Regions from separate parts of the Mus musculus genome. Here region 1 is linked to region 2. A link is a contact called in public Hi-C data. All regions are on one chromosome and are shown on one strand. The core of a region is the stretch at or near the end of the contact, and the rest is flanking DNA. Distances in the headings are between cores, read along the strand shown.

The links. Hi-C and Micro-C count contacts between places; a contact is called where the count stands out from the background.
Region 1: a contact with region 2 is called in a Hi-C map of cortical neurons, with 2.3 times the contacts expected there. The contact joins the promoter of Vdac2 here to the enhancer-like site in region 2. A contact is called at or near these places in 2 of 39 promoter capture datasets (liver and macrophages), 6 of 484 Hi-C or Micro-C datasets (Sertoli cells, bone marrow-derived macrophages, cortical neurons and 2 more), 7 of 115 datasets of contacts at active chromatin or transcription factors (the HPC-7 cell line, bone marrow-derived macrophages, embryonic fibroblasts and 2 more) and 3 of 9 other capture datasets (adipose tissue, liver and pancreatic islet).

The regions. Positions count from the first base shown.
Region 1 is chr14:21,830,025-21,834,316 of GRCm38.p6, reverse strand. Vdac2 (voltage-dependent anion channel 2) reads right to left here and starts at 2,756. Exons shown (of 10, transcript NM_011695.2): 1 at 2,650-2,756; 2 at 2,408-2,466; 3 at 1,365-1,433; 4 at 467-516. The coding sequence starts at 2,441.
Region 2 is chr14:21,786,308-21,790,342 of GRCm38.p6, reverse strand. The region is part of intron 4 of Samd8 (sterile alpha motif domain containing 8); the gene reads right to left. Among named protein-coding and RNA genes, the nearest start is that of Gm23502, 24 kb to the left of the region's middle. Within about 2 kb of position 1,957, at least 13 of the 459 cell types and tissues checked have an H3K27ac peak or open chromatin away from gene starts, as enhancers often do. A contact at or near this core is called in cortical neurons, where this site is marked.

The DNA.
Region 1 (4,292 bases), core at 1,507-4,006, 43 kb before region 2:
ACAGTCGGGAAGGATCAACACATATGAAAATAGCAAATTCTGTAGAGACATTCCAGTCAGGATAAACAGGCAGACATCTCCATGGATGGCTGTTAGAATGTAGCCACTATACTAAATGGTCATTGTAGTCAAATAACCAAGTTACTACTCAGAGCCCAGAACTCTGACAGGTACTAAGAGAAAGGGTTACAGGAGTCACGGCCTTCATGCTTGTCATCTACCTGAGTAGACAGTCCCAAATAAGCAATGGCTTTCCCAACTTCTCCATGCAATCATGGTAAAACATACATAATAAAGGAATATAACAAAACCATGTGAAATGCAGAAATCACATACAAAGCCAATAAATCAGACTACACATAAATCATTCAAAACAAATTAGCTTCTGCCTCCTTAAGGGAAAAGAGCTGTAGATATTTATGGGCTATGAAATTAACAGCTTCGTGAAAACGAATCAATAACTTACCACACCGCTGCATGACTTCGTCTTCACATCCAGCTTCACCAGCCCAAAGCCTTCAAAAAGAGAGGGCAAAGATATGATTCTTCTGCAGAAAAGACGTATACCCACACTCAAAGTACTGTGAACATAATCCCAAAGTCCGGGACAGAAATGGACAAATGCACAGCACATGAAGGAACATTTACAAGCAGTCAGCTCTGCTAAGGTGACAGTAGCGCTGCCTAGTGTCCTATAACTGGCTCCACTTCCTGCCGCACCCTTTTCAAGCCATTTTTAAACGTTAGATTAAAAATCAGTTCCTCAGACTGGCCTACTGTTTATGGCAACACACTTAGGACTTTTATCCCAAAAGGGTATCACCAAAGAGCAAGGGGTAGTGGTATGTGCAAAACAATCAATTTTCAAGAAAGCACAAAAATTGACTCAAAACTCTAAGGTTTCCACCTACCCAGAGTCATAACCACAAAAATAAAACAGTAATTCTAGGCAGCTCTATCCAACCATGGTCTGAACTGTCACTTAAAAGAATAAAGTACAGGCTTTCCCCTCTCCCTAGGGGGTGGGGAGTGGGGTGGTACTCGCCTCCCATCACTTGGGAGGCAGAGGCAGGTAGATCTGAGAGTTCAAGGCCAGCCTGGTCTACAGAGTGAGTTCCAGGACAGCCAGGACTACAGAGAGAAAGCCTGTCTTGAAACAAAACCAAAAAACAACAACAAAATAAAAAGAACAAGCTTTTCAATTGTGACCGAAGAAAGGCTAAGAAAGTGGGGTACACATGCAGCTGGCAGAGGCATGAGTGCAGCAGGGTATTCAGTCTAGAAAAGCAAAGCAATTAACTTTTTTCAAGAGGTCCAAGCATATATTTTTCTCTTTTATGTTTAAAAGGGAAAAAAGTCCTTACCAAATCCTTTGTTGAAAATGTCTCTGGCAGCTTTGCCGAGGTCAGCATAGGGTGGAGGGATACACATCGCTAGTCAAAAGAAACATTCTACAGTTAATGTGAGCTACTACTAGGACCTACTGCTAACATTTACATTCAAGCAGTTCAACCGGAGTGGGTTTTGATGCCACTAGAACTTCAATAAATGTTATTCTAAAGTAGCCACCCATAACAAAAACTTATTTCTAAATAGCTATGTGGTAATACAAACCTGGGACATTTCTACCAAGTTTTAAGAATGGGGGAAGCCTTTCTAATTCCTAAACATAAGTGTCTACTGCCTACACAGTTGCCAAAACTCAAGGTGACTGATTTAACGGAGATAAAAACCAAAATTTAAGCTTAGGCGTTCTCCCCTAACAAACCTTTGGGAAGGACTTCCAAAATCAAAACCAACACTCTGGGAACTGGCACAATTGAGACACGGGCAAAAAATACAACCATCTATGTCTACAGCAACTAAATATCAAATGGCACTTTAAACACATTACTACGGTCCCCCAAGTCCTCCGACAACGTGAGGCTTAAGGGCAAGGAATCCGAGCTCCAGGAGCAGCTCATTCATTCTCCAGTGCACATCCACGCCCTTAGGAACACGTGTAATGACCTTGTAGTGCACTCGACCTGTGCAGGCAGACAGCGAACTACTTCCTCTTGCAAAGTGACTGCTCTAACTCTCCGCCCCCCCCCCCCGAACCCCAAGATGGAATTCAACAACTAAGTGTTTTGCTTTCGGATTTGTAAGTAACATATCCAAAAGCCAAGGGTGGGTGCGGCCAAGGACCAACGCCCCAGGCGCGAGCCCCCCTATCTGCAACCCAACAGCCCAGCACCACGTCCGTCAACAGAGTGGCAGTGTAAGACTTAGGGGGCGCGCAAAGAAGCAAACTTTCCAAGTCTTTGCAGGCATCATGTGGGCCACGGCGGAACAAGGTATGGTTCTCTAAAGAGGAACAGCACAGCCCCCATGGCCCCATCGCGCAAACACCTCTTGTGCTACTTACGCCGTGGGCATACCGGTACACAGCACTCAGCCATGGCGAAGTCGCGGGGAAAAGGTGATCTGTGAAAGGGACAAGAAGTGCGGTCAGGGGACAGTCAAAGGGTCCCCTGGGGAGCTCGGACATTAGAGAAAGGGGCCGGGGCCGCTGCGGCCATCTTAGGGGACCAGGGCCGCCCTGAGTTCACTCAGGCTGCCGGCCCGCCCTAAGGCCCCAGAGTCGGCAAGAGGCGGGCACCATAGTACCTGCGGGTGTCCTGAGGGGCGCTGCCGCCACCGCTCGGCTCGCAGCTGAGGCCACTCCGCTATCTGAAAGTTGCGCTGCAGCCACCGCGGCTGGAGGGCGAAGTGAAGGAGACACCGTTGCGCCCCGCCGCAAGCCTGGCCTCCCCCAGCCAGGTCCCCGCCGCGGCCGCCCGGGCTGTCTACCGCGCCTGTCCTTGCCGCTCCGCCCGCTGCCCACTCCCACCTGCTCCGGAGTGACCACGTGGGTCGAGAGCACGGCGGTCTCCTTGGGTGAGCGGTCTCGGACCGTCCGGCGGGGACGGGGCGAGCAGGAGCTGCGGGGCCTCGGGTTAGGCAATGTCCAGGACAGCCCCAGAGGCGAGGACCTGGGAACGGCGGAGGCGGCGCAACGGCACCCGCGCGGTCAGGATGGGAGTGGCCACGCGAGTCGCGACGGGGCGGGGCGATGTGCCCCGCAGGGTCACGTGCACCCTCTCAGCCTCCTCCCTGAGTCCCAGCCTGGAGGTCTGAACTTAAGGTCCGGGTTGAGGGGGATGAAACACTCTCCCCAAGTGCAGCCTCCATGCTCTTCCCATCTCGGTTCACCGCCCACCGCCATGTCCTCCCCTGCTGGGACTAGGCTGGGCTCCAAAGGAACAAACTTGAGCCAGTCTCTGGGCATTTCTCTCGGAGCCTCAGGGTTGCGCTCCTGCAGCCTCCGTCTCACCCATATATGGTATGGGTTCACACACGCGCAGAAGCACATCCTGCTCTAGGAAGAGAAGCTTCCCCTGGTTGAGAGGCCTGGAGAGACAAGGGAATAACTGTAGGATTCATGCTGACCAGTCATTAGAATGCTGCTCTCAAGTTCTTTAGATATGCCAGAAGAGGGAGGGAGCAGCCAGTCCTGATGCCTATACCTGTAGTCCCAGATCTGGGCGGCAGAGAAATTACACCAGATTGAGGCTAAACTACAGAGTGAGGCAAAAGGTTAATAAAGATAAGAGACCGCTGGATAGTGGTGGTGCACACCTTTAATCCCAGCACTTGGGAGGCAGAGGCAGGTGGATTTCTGAATTCGAGGCCAGCCTGGTCTACAGAGAGAGTTCCAGGACAGCAAGGGCAATACAGAAAAACCCTGTCTTGAAATAATAATAATAGAGACCAGTTTGAGGCTAAACTACAGGGTGAGGCAAACAGGATAATAAAGATAGAATCGGAGGCTCAGTGAGTAAGAACCCTTATCTTGCTGTGCATGCAAGGGGACCTGAGCTCGGATCCCCAGCACCCAACACCCACATTAAAAGCCAGTAGTAGTTCCAGAAATAGAAACAAGAGGGTCACGGGGGCTCTGTCAACCTGGCCTGCAAACCGTGTTCTCTAAATTCTGTAAAAGGTGAAGAGCAGTAGACACTGTTCAAAACACACACACACACACACGTCAGCCATACAGAAGATTTAAAATGGAGACAACTGACACTTCAGCTCAATAAACTCAAATAATTTAGCCTGTGGACCTCAATTCCCTCATCTCTAAGATGCTGTTTAATAATCTTCAATAGACATACAGTTGGACTGAGAGCAAAGACACCCACACATATGCACTCATGACTCAATCGTCTCTGAACTCTTCCTCTACTCAAGTACTGTTAAGTCATCACTCT
Region 2 (4,035 bases), core at 708-3,207:
AGGCTGACCTCAAACACAAGAGATATGTTTGCCTCTGCCTCTGAGTTCTGGGATTAAAGGTGTGCACCACCACCACTGGGCTGGATAGTATCTTAACAGGGGACAAACAAGTAATGCTAGTCCCAAATAATTACCACTCAGTAATTCAAGCCTTTTCATTTTTTCCCACTCTGCATTTCTCATACATCCTTCTAGAAACAGAACTGAAATAGAAAAGAATGAATAGGAAGCTGTCTAGATACAATATGCAAATTAGCTTTGTGTTGCTAAGTTTTAAAAATAGGCATGTTCTTAGTTCTGTCTTGGTTCCATGATTTTAAGCCATTAATTTATCACAATGAAATGCCTCTGGATGGTCTCAATGTAAGGGATTTGACATCTGGCTTTTATCCCATAATGCTCTACTTTTTATGATTGCTATAAATAATGTAGGTCAATAGGCAGGTTACATTATACTTTAAAACAATTAGCAGCATTTAGGGCAGATTTAGATGGAAATATCCATACGTTAACTAATTAATAAAAAGTCACTGGAGACTGAAAGAAAGCTGTCCAAACAGAAGCGTGACATCTAATTTGTTCTAATAGCATAAGATAAGTTTCTTTGCACAAAGATCCAGCTTTCTCTTAAGTGGCTATTCTGATAAACCTCCTTAGGTTTATCAGGAAATTCTTATCCATATAACAGGAAAGCAAAATGTTCCACCTCAAATACATTCCTTTCAGATCTGGATCTGGTTATTCATAAAACTGCACTGGGTAATAGGTTTAAAAATCTCTCCTTGAAGCCGGGCAGTGGTGGCGCACGCCTTTAATCCCAGCACTTGGGAGGCAGAGGCAGGCAGATTTCTGAGTTGAAGGCCAGCCTGGTCTACAGAGCGAGTTCCAGGACAGCCAGGGCTACACAGAGAAACCCTGTCTCAAACAAAACAAACAAACAAAAACAAAACAAAACAATTCTCCTTGAATAAAAAGCAGTATCTATCTATATTAGTTTAAGCAGCAGATGCAAACACAAAAGTGTGGGGAACCTCCAGATCTGCCTAGGAAAGACCTTGTGCAGAAGGCAGACATTGTGGGTCTGACACCTTCCAGTCCAGGCACAGACGGCCCATGTGTCCACATGCTGCTACCTGGAAAATCTTGTCAGGACAATAACACTGTCACTAGTGACCAAGCAGTTCCTTTCCTGATCTTGCCAAGGTTGGTATTACCACTTCAAAAGCCCCACGCATTGTTCCTTTACATAGGAAAGACATGAAGTTTATGTCAACATGTTGGCAGAGGCTCCTAACTTTGTACATAGCTCTGGAGTATTATTAAATTTATGTGCCCTTTCTTTTGTTAGTCATCGAGACTAAAACTGTCAAACTTTCAGAGGGGAAACACAACTTCATTACAGTTTGTTTACAGTTTCGTTTGAATTTCCTAATCAGTTAGCATACTATTGGGGGAAAATGTTTTTACCCTCACTTCAGACCATGTACAGAAACAATTGGGGGAGATTAGAGTCTATATAAAAATGAAGACCATGGGCTGGTGAGATGGCTCAGGGGGTAAGAGCACCCGACTGCTCTTCCAAAGGTCCGAAGTTCAAATCCCAGCAACCACATGGTGGCTCACAACCACCTGTAACAGAGATCTGATGCCCTCTTCTGGTGCGTCTGAAGACAGCTACAGTGTACTTACATATAATAAATAAATAAATCTTAAAAAAAAAAAAATGAAGACCATAAACCGTTAGCTACTCTTTCCTAGCTGGCAATGAGTACGACGGATAGACACTAAGCAGTGTGGGTGCAAAAGGGAACCAAGTGGCTGCTGCTAAGGATGCAGGGGAGCTCTCCATCCTCAGTCATCCCCATCTCCACTGCCATCGAGGTTCCAAGTGCTGTGACAGTCAGTGCAGTGGACTCTGGATCACGTACTTGTTCTAAAACAGTCAGAGGACTCTTGGTGAGTCAAGGACTCCTTAGCTGTCACAAGGAGGCCCAAAGCAGAAGAAAAGCCTGGCATGCCTGCCTTCTCTGCATATTCATCTCATTTACTGTGGGCGAGTCACATGCCTAACTTCTCAAAGGCATATTAACCACGGCTTCTACTCAACGCAATTCAGCTCTCTTCAAGGCTGAGATGAAGGTACAATGAAACACAAGGATGAAAACTGAGGCACCTATTGTCAGCTGTCCCAGTGTCCCTTCCAAACTTATTGTCCTAAACTTGAAGTGATGCTGGAGCCTCACAGGCAGGTTACCCCATCGTGAAATCACAAGCAAGAGCAATCATGTTATGAGAGCTGGCTTATCTCCTCAAGCAATAACAAGGACTGAGGTAATCACCAACCAGACCACACTTAGACCAAGGCAGCCTTACTATGTGTACTTCTCATGATTACCTCAAATTTTTCTCTATTTAAACCTAAAGTTCAATTGGTACCCTAAGACGGCAGTTGGTGATGGTGGTGGGTTTGTCACTGGATCCCGGTGTCTGTTCCTCTTCCCAAAGTGGCTGCAAAGACTGTCTTGCAGCAAGTACCCCTGTCCCTTTAAGTGGTACACTGAATGGGTGGGTGGCTCAGCTTAGCCTGCTGGACTGGGAGGTTGGTCAGTACCAAACCTCGGAGGTTAAGAATATATATTGTTCTTTTCCAGGACCCCAGTGAGTGCCTAGCCCTCATCAAGGATGGCTCACAACTGCGTCTGACTCTAGCTCCAAGGAATGCATCACCTCTGGTCTTTGTGGGCACTCAAACACGTGTGCATATCCAGACAGAGACACATACACACAATGTTAAAAATTAGTCTTTAAAACTTAAACCAGGCATGACAGTGCACAGCTTTACTCTCAGCACTCAGGAGGCAGAGGCAAGAGGCAGGAGGCTTTCTCAAGGGCAGTTTAATCTAAAAACCAAAGTTTTAGAACAGCCAGGGGTAGACATTGAGAAACTCTGTCTTAAAAAACAAAACAAAACAAAACAAAACAAACAAACAAAACCAAAAATGAAACACAACAACAACAAAACTCAACCAACCAAAAAAAAAAAAAAACAAAAAAACAAAAAAAAAAACCTTTGATAATCATTTAAGGCTATAAATCAAAGAAATAATTGTTTTAAAGACAAAGATAGCCATGAACACAGCTAATAAATTGGGTCAGTAATACAGGAGACACTCATGGTAGTGCCCTACAGTCTACTTTAAAGGAATGTATTTAAAGTAGCCGGGGGGGGGGGTAAAGTTATTAATACAACTAAATTAAAGTTATATCTTTTTTGTTAATGTAATTTCTAAAACAAAGTCGATTTTCTCAATTGCTTAAAAGGAGATTACAGAGAGCAGTAACCAGGAATGTTTGGAGAAGCTTACAGATCTGTCTGCGTACAAAGCCAAGTAATATAGGGAAGGAACGTCACTCTGATGATGTGTTTTCAGCAGGGTCTCCTATCTCAGGCTGACTGGGCCTCACTATGTGCTCCGGCTGGCCTCAAACCTGCCAATCTCTTGCCACAGCCTCCTTTGTGCTGGGATTACAGGCAGGAGTTGGCATGCCTAGTTCCTGGTGACTGTTTTTCATTGTTTTGTTTTGCTAAGGAAATGCATGAATGGATCTGGCAAGATGGTTCAGTGGGCAGAGACACTTGTGAGCAGACCTGATGACTGGACTTCAAACCCTGGTTTCACAAAACAAGGAGAGAGAACTGGCTCTCAAGAGCTATCCCCTGATCCGTTCTTGCTTTGGCATGTGTGCGCCCACACTTGCATGTGATGTGAGTACACACATACACACCCCCTAACTTTAAGATGTTTTGACAGGCGTTTTTTTGAGTAGTGTCTGGAGGCTGTAAAAAGCAAACTCGGACGATGCTCATCACTGTTCTTCAGAAACAACAAGCTACAGAAAAAGCACAAGGTTACAACTGCACCTCTGAAAACTACCTTTGTTCTTTTGCCTTATTTTTTATTTTAATTTTTAATTTATTTTTTACACTCTATATTCCATTCCCCCCAACCAAAATTAGCTTTTTTCAAGTACACA